Regions from separate parts of the Zea mays genome. Here region 1 is linked to region 2. A link is a contact called in public Hi-C data. All regions are on one chromosome and are shown on one strand. The core of a region is the stretch at or near the end of the contact, and the rest is flanking DNA. Distances in the headings are between cores, read along the strand shown.

Region 1 (3,726 bases), core at 566-3,065, 100 kb after region 2:
CAATAACCGCGGTTCTGGTTCGTCCCTTCTTTTACAAAATGATTGGGTTGATTTTCGAACCATATAAGAGCTTGTTCGGTTATTTCCAATACACATGGATTGGATGAGATTGGAAAAAATTAAGAAGAAGTTTGACTTGTTTGGGATTCAAGCACATCCAATCTCACTCAATCCACATGGATTGAGAGCTAACCAAACAAGTCCTAAGTAAGAGAAATTACTCCGTATCTAAACTAGTAAACTAGGCTTAGGGATCGGGACTACCGGACTACCATTACGATTGAGCAAAATCAAATCAAAATAAGAAGCGAAGAAGAAAAAAAATTAGAGCATGTTTGAATAGCATCAGGGTGTTTGCCAGCATGCGGCTATAGGTGTATATTCGGGCCGCCCGGCCCGGCCCGGCCCAAGCCCGAAAAGGCCCGTATTGTTTGAATTTCGGGTCGGTCCGACCCGTTTGAATTTTGGGTCGTGCCGGGCCGGCCCATGGGCCTAGCCCTTGGCCCACGGCCCGGCCCGTAATTGCTTAAACGTGTCGGGCTCATTTCGGGCGGCCCGAAATTATAAAAGCCCGAAATTCAATTTTTGGCCCGAAATTCACATTAGGGCCCGAAATTCAGTTTTTTGCCCGAAATTCACATTAGAGCCCTAAATTCAAAAAAATAATAAAACAAATAAAAGATAAGACAAATAAATTTGAACAAAATCAAACTTAATATTTGTATTAATTAAAGTTACCACAGCTATGCAATGACTACCTCGTTTATAAATTATTTTGTTAGAAGGAAAAAGAGTATAACCAGCTCTATACAAAGTTCGTAAGTTTAGTTCATTGTCTAATGTTCATAACAAAAGCAAAATTACATCACACACTCTAATTCAAAGCTACAAAAAACATCTAACTAGCATTATCTCTAGCTTTGTGTTCTTTATTAAGTATATGAAAGTGTGGAATGAAGTGTGTTTTAATAAATATATGGGCTTTTACGTGTCTCTATTTGGACCATTTCGTGCATGCCTTAAACGGGCCGTGCTCGTGTCCGCCCATGTGCCGTGACCTCGGCCCAAACCCGGCCCGATATAACGGGTCGTGCCGGCCCGACACTAAATTATTTCGAGTCGTGCCGTGCCTGGGCCGTGCTTTTTTTCCGTGCTTCGGGCCGGCCCATCAGACCCGGCCCAAATGTACACCTATACATGCGGTCGACTGCCGAGGCCCGAGGACGACGAGCGACGGCAGCACTCAACACATACAAAGAAAGGTTTGGAACTTGACGGAGAAGAGATAAAGTACGACGTTGTTAGCCTGTTAGGAGTAACTTCCACCATTTCTTTTTAGTTGTCGCTGGATAATTCAATTTTGCACTATCCAGTAATAACTAAAACAAAACGAAGGGAGTAGGACTGAAGCATCATAGTCGCGTGGCCATAAAGGGACAATAAAAACGACACACCGAGGACATGTACGATCTAAAGATTTCTGGCTCGGTTTTCTATATACAAGAAACAATTACTTGTAAGAAACTGCAATGATACAATCTAGAGCCTGTAAATCATAACTACAGTATAGATATAATAAGATTGTGTAGAGAGCGGCTTTTCGCGAAGAGTCCGTCTTTTTTTTACCTATTTCTTGGAGACATCTCAAGAAACTCTCTAATTAACGAGGATGTACTAATGTTGTGGTAAATAATGATGGACGATAGTCGATAACGTGAGGTGTGGTTGGTACTGGTAGCTAGCGTGATGTATGGTCTGTATTCAGCCTAACTAATTTGCCAGCGAGTGATGCGGTGACGTGCTGCTGCTGTTGTAGTAGGTGGTGGAGCAAGCCCAGTCCCCAATCCCACCCTGCCACCCAACCTTGCTTCTTCTCCGATAGCTATTTCTCTGCTTTCTCTCCAATCTTCCCGGGTTTCCCTGATTAAAGATGGCTGAATCCTTTGTTCTCAGTACCGGCTCGAGGATCCCATCGGTTGGGCTTGGCGTATGGCAAATACAACCTGACGCTGCCAACGACGCCATCTACGCTGCTGTCAAGGTCTTTTTTTTTTTTTTCTCTGCTCTGTCTGATCCCCTCCTGCTTTCCCTTTCAGTCGAAAATTTTCTTTCGAAGCTTGCCTGTATTATGTGTTAACAATCTGATTTACCGGTTTCTTTCGAAGCTTGCATGTATCCTGTAGATTGTAAGGTCTTATTGCAATTGGAAATCTCCGTTATGCAGTTGCCTCAGATAACCTAGCTAGCCATTACGAATGAACTGTTTTGGCTTGTCCTCGAAGTGTTCATATGATCCATTGGATCGTAATGTTAATTTAAATATGGTAGAAGATTCTTTTTTCCTGTTTCAAAATGTGTTCTCAAGTCATGGGTCTGCCATCGGATTGTTTGCATCTCTTGGATCCCAGTCTAAAATTTTTTTTTCGACCAAAATCCCAGTCTAAAATTGTTGTTGGTTTTATGACAGGCTGGGTATCGGCATATTGACTGTGCAGCAGCATACAACAATGAGGAGGAGGTAGTAGTTACTCAACATGATTTGTAACTGATATTATGTTGACTTAGTTTAGTTTTACAACATCATCACCTTATTGTTTCAGCTCAAATGAATATGACTCGATGCTAATTATTTGGTTACTATAACAATGATGCTATTTTATCTTAGCCTTTGTTCTCTTTTCTCAAACAACGCAGTAGACCTAGGTGTCATTTCATTAAGGAAGAAAAGGGAACAAACACATTGGAGGAGCTGACCTCTATTCTTACAAACGCGCCCCCACACAAAGAAAACTGCCACTACACGACCACCAAGTGCCCAAAACCACCATCTGATGAGCAGTTTATGGAGTGCTATTACCATACCACAAGCTGCTCTCCTCTACCTCAGCACAGCAGAACCAGGACTAGTCCCCTCAAACACACATACATTCTTATGCTTCCAAATCTTCGAGGAAACAAGAATAAGAGCCTGTTTGGTTCATGGCTAACTGCGTCACACTTTGCCTAAGTTTAGTCGTTCGAATTGAAGAACTAACCTTAAGCAGAAAAGTTAGGCAAAGTGTGGCAAGTTAGGTAGCGAACCAAACAGACCCTAACTAAAGGGTTAAGATCTTTCTTCAACTCCTTAGGCATTTTGCCATTTTGTTGACTGCCGTGGACCAACATTCCGAGAAACTTCTATAATTAATGCCCTGAACAAGTGAGCTTCCAAGTGTTGTAGGGTCAAGTCATCTACTAATTCCCATAAATTCAGATATTCAACTAATTCCCTGAACAAGTGAACTAAGGCCTACACCAATCCAGCTCTGGATTAGCATGGATTAGAATTAAATCCATGTCATAATTCATGCCCCAAAATAATCCAAACATACTCAAATTTTTTTATTCGGTTAAACCCATTATAGATTATAATCCAAGGGTTTGAGAATTTTTTAAAACTATAGAAGCCATGGATTCTATCCATAGTTCATTAGGTATGGAACAAATTCATAAAGATATTGCACAAGTTTATATTAGAATACATGAATCAATAGAATAACTAGCTTTGAGAGATAAATATATTAAATGATGGATTTAATCCCACCATGAGATTGGATGTGAGGTATGGATTCACCTAATTCAGACCCGGATTAAATCTATGGTAGGATTACATCCGTAATCGAATAAGGCCTTATATTGCTCAAAGCCTGCGACACCATGAACTGCAATCTTTGCTCTTTTGGGAAC
Region 2 (3,801 bases), core at 1,289-3,788:
AGGAGAAGAAGAGATACTACAAGAAGAAGGGCGGCGATGCCCATGTTTGTCGGGAGTGGGACTCCGATGAGAGCTCCACCGACTCCTCCTCCGACGAGGAAGCCGCCAACATCGCCGTCAACAAGGGTCTTCTCTTCTCCAACGTCGGCCACAAGTGCCTCATGGCAAAGGACGACAAAAAGAAGGTAAAATCTAGAGCCTCCACTAAATATGCAACATCTAGTGATGAAGATAACTCTAGTGATGATGAAGATAATTTGCTTGCCCTTTTTGCCAACCTCAACATGCAACAAAAGGAAAAATTAAATGAATTGATAGGAGCTATTCATGAGAAGGATGAACTCTTAGATAGCCAAGAGGACTTCCTTATTAAGGAGAACAAGAAGCATGTTAAGGTTAAAAATGCTTATGCTTAGGAAGTAGAGAAATGTGAAAAATTGTCTAGTGAGCTAAGCACTTGCCATGATATTATCTCAAACCTTAGAAATGAAAATGCAAAATTAAATGCTAAGGTTGATAAGTTAGATGTTTGTGATGATTCAATTGTTAGTCTTAGAAATGATAATGCTAGTTTGATTACTAAGATTGACAAGTTGAATGCATCACTCTCTAGCCTTAAAATTGAGAATGAAAAATTAATTGCTAAGGCTAAAGATTTAAATGTTTGCAATATTTCTATTTCCAATCTTAGAGATGAGAATGCTATTTTACATGCTAAGATTGATGAATTAAATGCTTGCAAACCCTCTACATCTACTGTTAGTCATGTCTCTATTTGCACTAGATATAGAGATGTTAATGTTGATGCTATCCATGATCACATTGCTATGATTAAACAACAAAATGATCATATAGCAAAATTAGATGCTAAAATTGTCGAGCATGAATTAGAGAATGAAAAATTTAAATTTGCTCGTAGTATGGTTTATAGTGGGAGACGCCCTGGCATTAAGGATGGCATTGGCTTCCAACAGGGAGGCAATGTCAAACTCAATGCCCCTAAAAGATTGTCTAATTTTGTTAAGGGCAAGGCTCCATGCCTCAGGATAACGAGGGCTATATTTTATATCCTGCTGGTTATCCTGAGGATAAGATTAGGAGAATTCATGCTAAGAAGACTCATTCTGTTTCTCACCATGCTTTTATTTATAAGAATGAGGCTTCTAGCTCTAGGCGTTCTACCCATGTTAAAATGCCTAAAAAGAAATCTCCTATTGCATCAAATGATCATAACATTTCATTTAATATTTTTGATGCTTCATATGTTTTAACTAACAAATCAGGCAAATCAGTTGCCAAATATGTTGGGGCCAAACACAAGGGCTCAAAGACTTGTGTTTGGGTAACCAAGGTGCTTGTTTCTAATGTGAAAGGACCCAAGACCGTTTGGGTACCTAAGAACAAGGCCTAAACTTGTTTTGTAGGTTTATGCATTCGGGGGCTCAAGTTAGATAATTGATAGCGGGTGCACAAACCACATGACTGGGGAGAAAAGGATGTTCTCCTCCTATGAGAAAAACCATGATCCCCAAAGAGCTATCACATTCGGGGATGGAAATCAAGGTTTGGTCAAAGGACTTGGTAAAATTGCTATATCTCCTGACCACTCTATTTCCAATGTTTTTCTTGTAGACTCTTTAGATTATAACTTGCTTTCAGTTTTTCAATTATGCAAAATGGGCTACAATTGTCTTTTTACGGATATAGGTGTTACTGTCTTTAGAAGAAGTGATGATTCAGTAGCATTTAAGGGAGTGTTAGAGGGTCAGCTATACTTAGTTGATTTTAATAGAGCTGAACTCGACACTTGTCTTTTCAATTGTCTTTACAATTGTCTTTTCCAACGATTGTCTATACAATTCGAGCATACTTAGTTGTCTATACAATTGTCTTTTCCAACGATTCGAGCATGTGTGCCCACACCCAGGCCGGAGCAGGGCGGCGGGAATGAGCTCCACAGCGGAGCTCCCGTCGGTGAGCTATGAACTGGCCACCCCGAGCCCTAAACCCCGCAGCCAACAGAGCCAACGAGATGCGGGGGGTAAAAGCGAAACCAGTGGGGAAGTCTCACCCGAAACACCAATGGAGGGGAAGTAGTTCGTGATGACGCGCGGAGCAGTGCCTTCCTCGTCGACCAACGAGAAATTCCGATGGGGGTAGGTCGGGATTCCACTCGAATTGGCTACATGCAACTCCCCCGTGAGATGGTAAAGCAATGGCACAGCTCTCCCTCGCCGGAACATCGGCGTAGACCGAGATGTTACCGGCTGCGCGGAACGAACTGAGGAATGTCCCTTACGCCCATAATTCCTCCAATTTGGTAGCGGCGATTAGGGTTGCTGGGGGAAAAGGGGACGAAACTAAGCCCCCAGCGCATGGCTTTATGATCCCAAGGGAGTTCGGTTGAGGAGTCCGCGTTACTCGCACGGAGATCGGCGCGGAATCCGGCTTCGCGCCACGCCCACGATAGCGCGAGGGAGGATCCTGCCAAGGTGGCCCCACCTGGCATCCGGGAGCACGACCGATAGGAAGGACGAGCTCGCACTCGCGACTATGTCTGGCTGACCGCAGGGCTCCGCATGTCAGCGCGGCGTGGCGCCCAGTTGGGCCGAGCGCGCCACAGCGAAGATGGGCCGACTTCCAGGTAAGGCCCGGGTATGTTTTTCCTTACTCTTTTTATTTTTCCTGGTTTGTTTTCCCTTTATTGTTTAAATTCAAATTTTGAGTTCAAATTTGATTGTGAGTCTCACATTTGGGTTAATTGCACAAATTCAAATCCCAGTGTAAGTTGTATATATTTATATATTTATTTTTATTTATATAGTATTTTCTTTCTCCTCTTTTCTTTGTTATTTCCCATTTCTAAATTTTCAAATTAGGTATTAAATCCCAATTTGGATATTAATTTATTTCTATCACTATGATTATTATCATTATTAAATGCACAACCAAATAACTCCAACATGATGCACAAGTTATTCATGTGTCACTTGTTAATTATTCACTTTTAAATGTGGGTGTTCACATGTGCTAATAAATAGAGGGCAAAACATATAAGAGAAATCCACTCCTTTCTTATGATTTACAAATTGGTTATTACAAATCCAACCCCCCTTAAAAAGAATCTCGACCTCGAGATTAGGAAGAACTAGAGAAGAGGTGGGGAAATTTTATTTGGAGCTCTTCTTCTGTCTCCCAAGTAGCCTCATCTTCATAGTGGTGACTTCATTGCACTTTGCACATTTTGATCACTTCATTCCTTGTAACCCGAGTCAAAGTGTCAATGATCTTGATAGGATACTCTGTGTAAGTTAGATCACCTTGAACACTAAGTTCTTCCATTGGTAGTTGTTCCTCGGGAACACAGAGACACTTCTTAAGTTGAGATACGTGGAATACATCATGTACATCAGACAAATGATTTGGTAGCTCAAGCTGGTAGGATATCTCCCCAACTCGCCTAAAGATTCTGAAGGGTCCAATAAAGCGAGGGGATAGCTTGCCCTTAACTTTGAATCTTCTCATTCCACGAATTGGTGACACCTTGAGATACATGTGGTCACCCTTTTCGAATTCCAGTGGTCTTCTCTGGTTATCAACATAGCTCTTTTGTCGTGTTTATGCTATCCTCAAGTTCTCCTAGATCATACGAACTTGTTCTTCTGCCTCTTGAATAATCTCAGGCCCAAAGAACTGCCTTTCACCAGTCTGATCCTAACACAGAGGAGTTCTGCACTTTCTGCCATATAATGCTTCAAATGGTGACATCTTCAGTCTGGTCTGGTAACTATTATTATAAGA

Evidence for each region. A called contact is a pair of places that touch in the nucleus more often than the background predicts.
Region 1: a Hi-C map of tassel shows a contact between it and region 2, with 2.3 times the contacts expected there. The contact joins the promoter of LOC100194348 here to the enhancer-like site in region 2. A contact is called at or near these places in 3 of 25 Hi-C or Micro-C datasets (leaf and tassel).

Annotation. Positions count from the first base shown.
Region 1 is chr8:97,362,867-97,366,592 of Zm-B73-REFERENCE-NAM-5.0, forward strand. It overlaps LOC100194348 (putative oxidoreductase, aldo/keto reductase family protein), which reads left to right and starts at 1,816. Exons shown (of 7, transcript NM_001139383.1): 1 at 1,816-2,041; 2 at 2,468-2,518. The coding sequence starts at 1,931.
Region 2 is chr8:97,259,768-97,263,568 of Zm-B73-REFERENCE-NAM-5.0, forward strand. No RefSeq gene overlaps it. Among protein-coding and RNA genes, the nearest start is that of LOC100277784, 46 kb to the right of the region's middle. Within about 2 kb of position 2,539, at least 17 of the 20 cell types and tissues checked have an H3K27ac peak or open chromatin away from gene starts, as enhancers often do. A contact at or near this core is called in leaf and tassel, where this site is marked.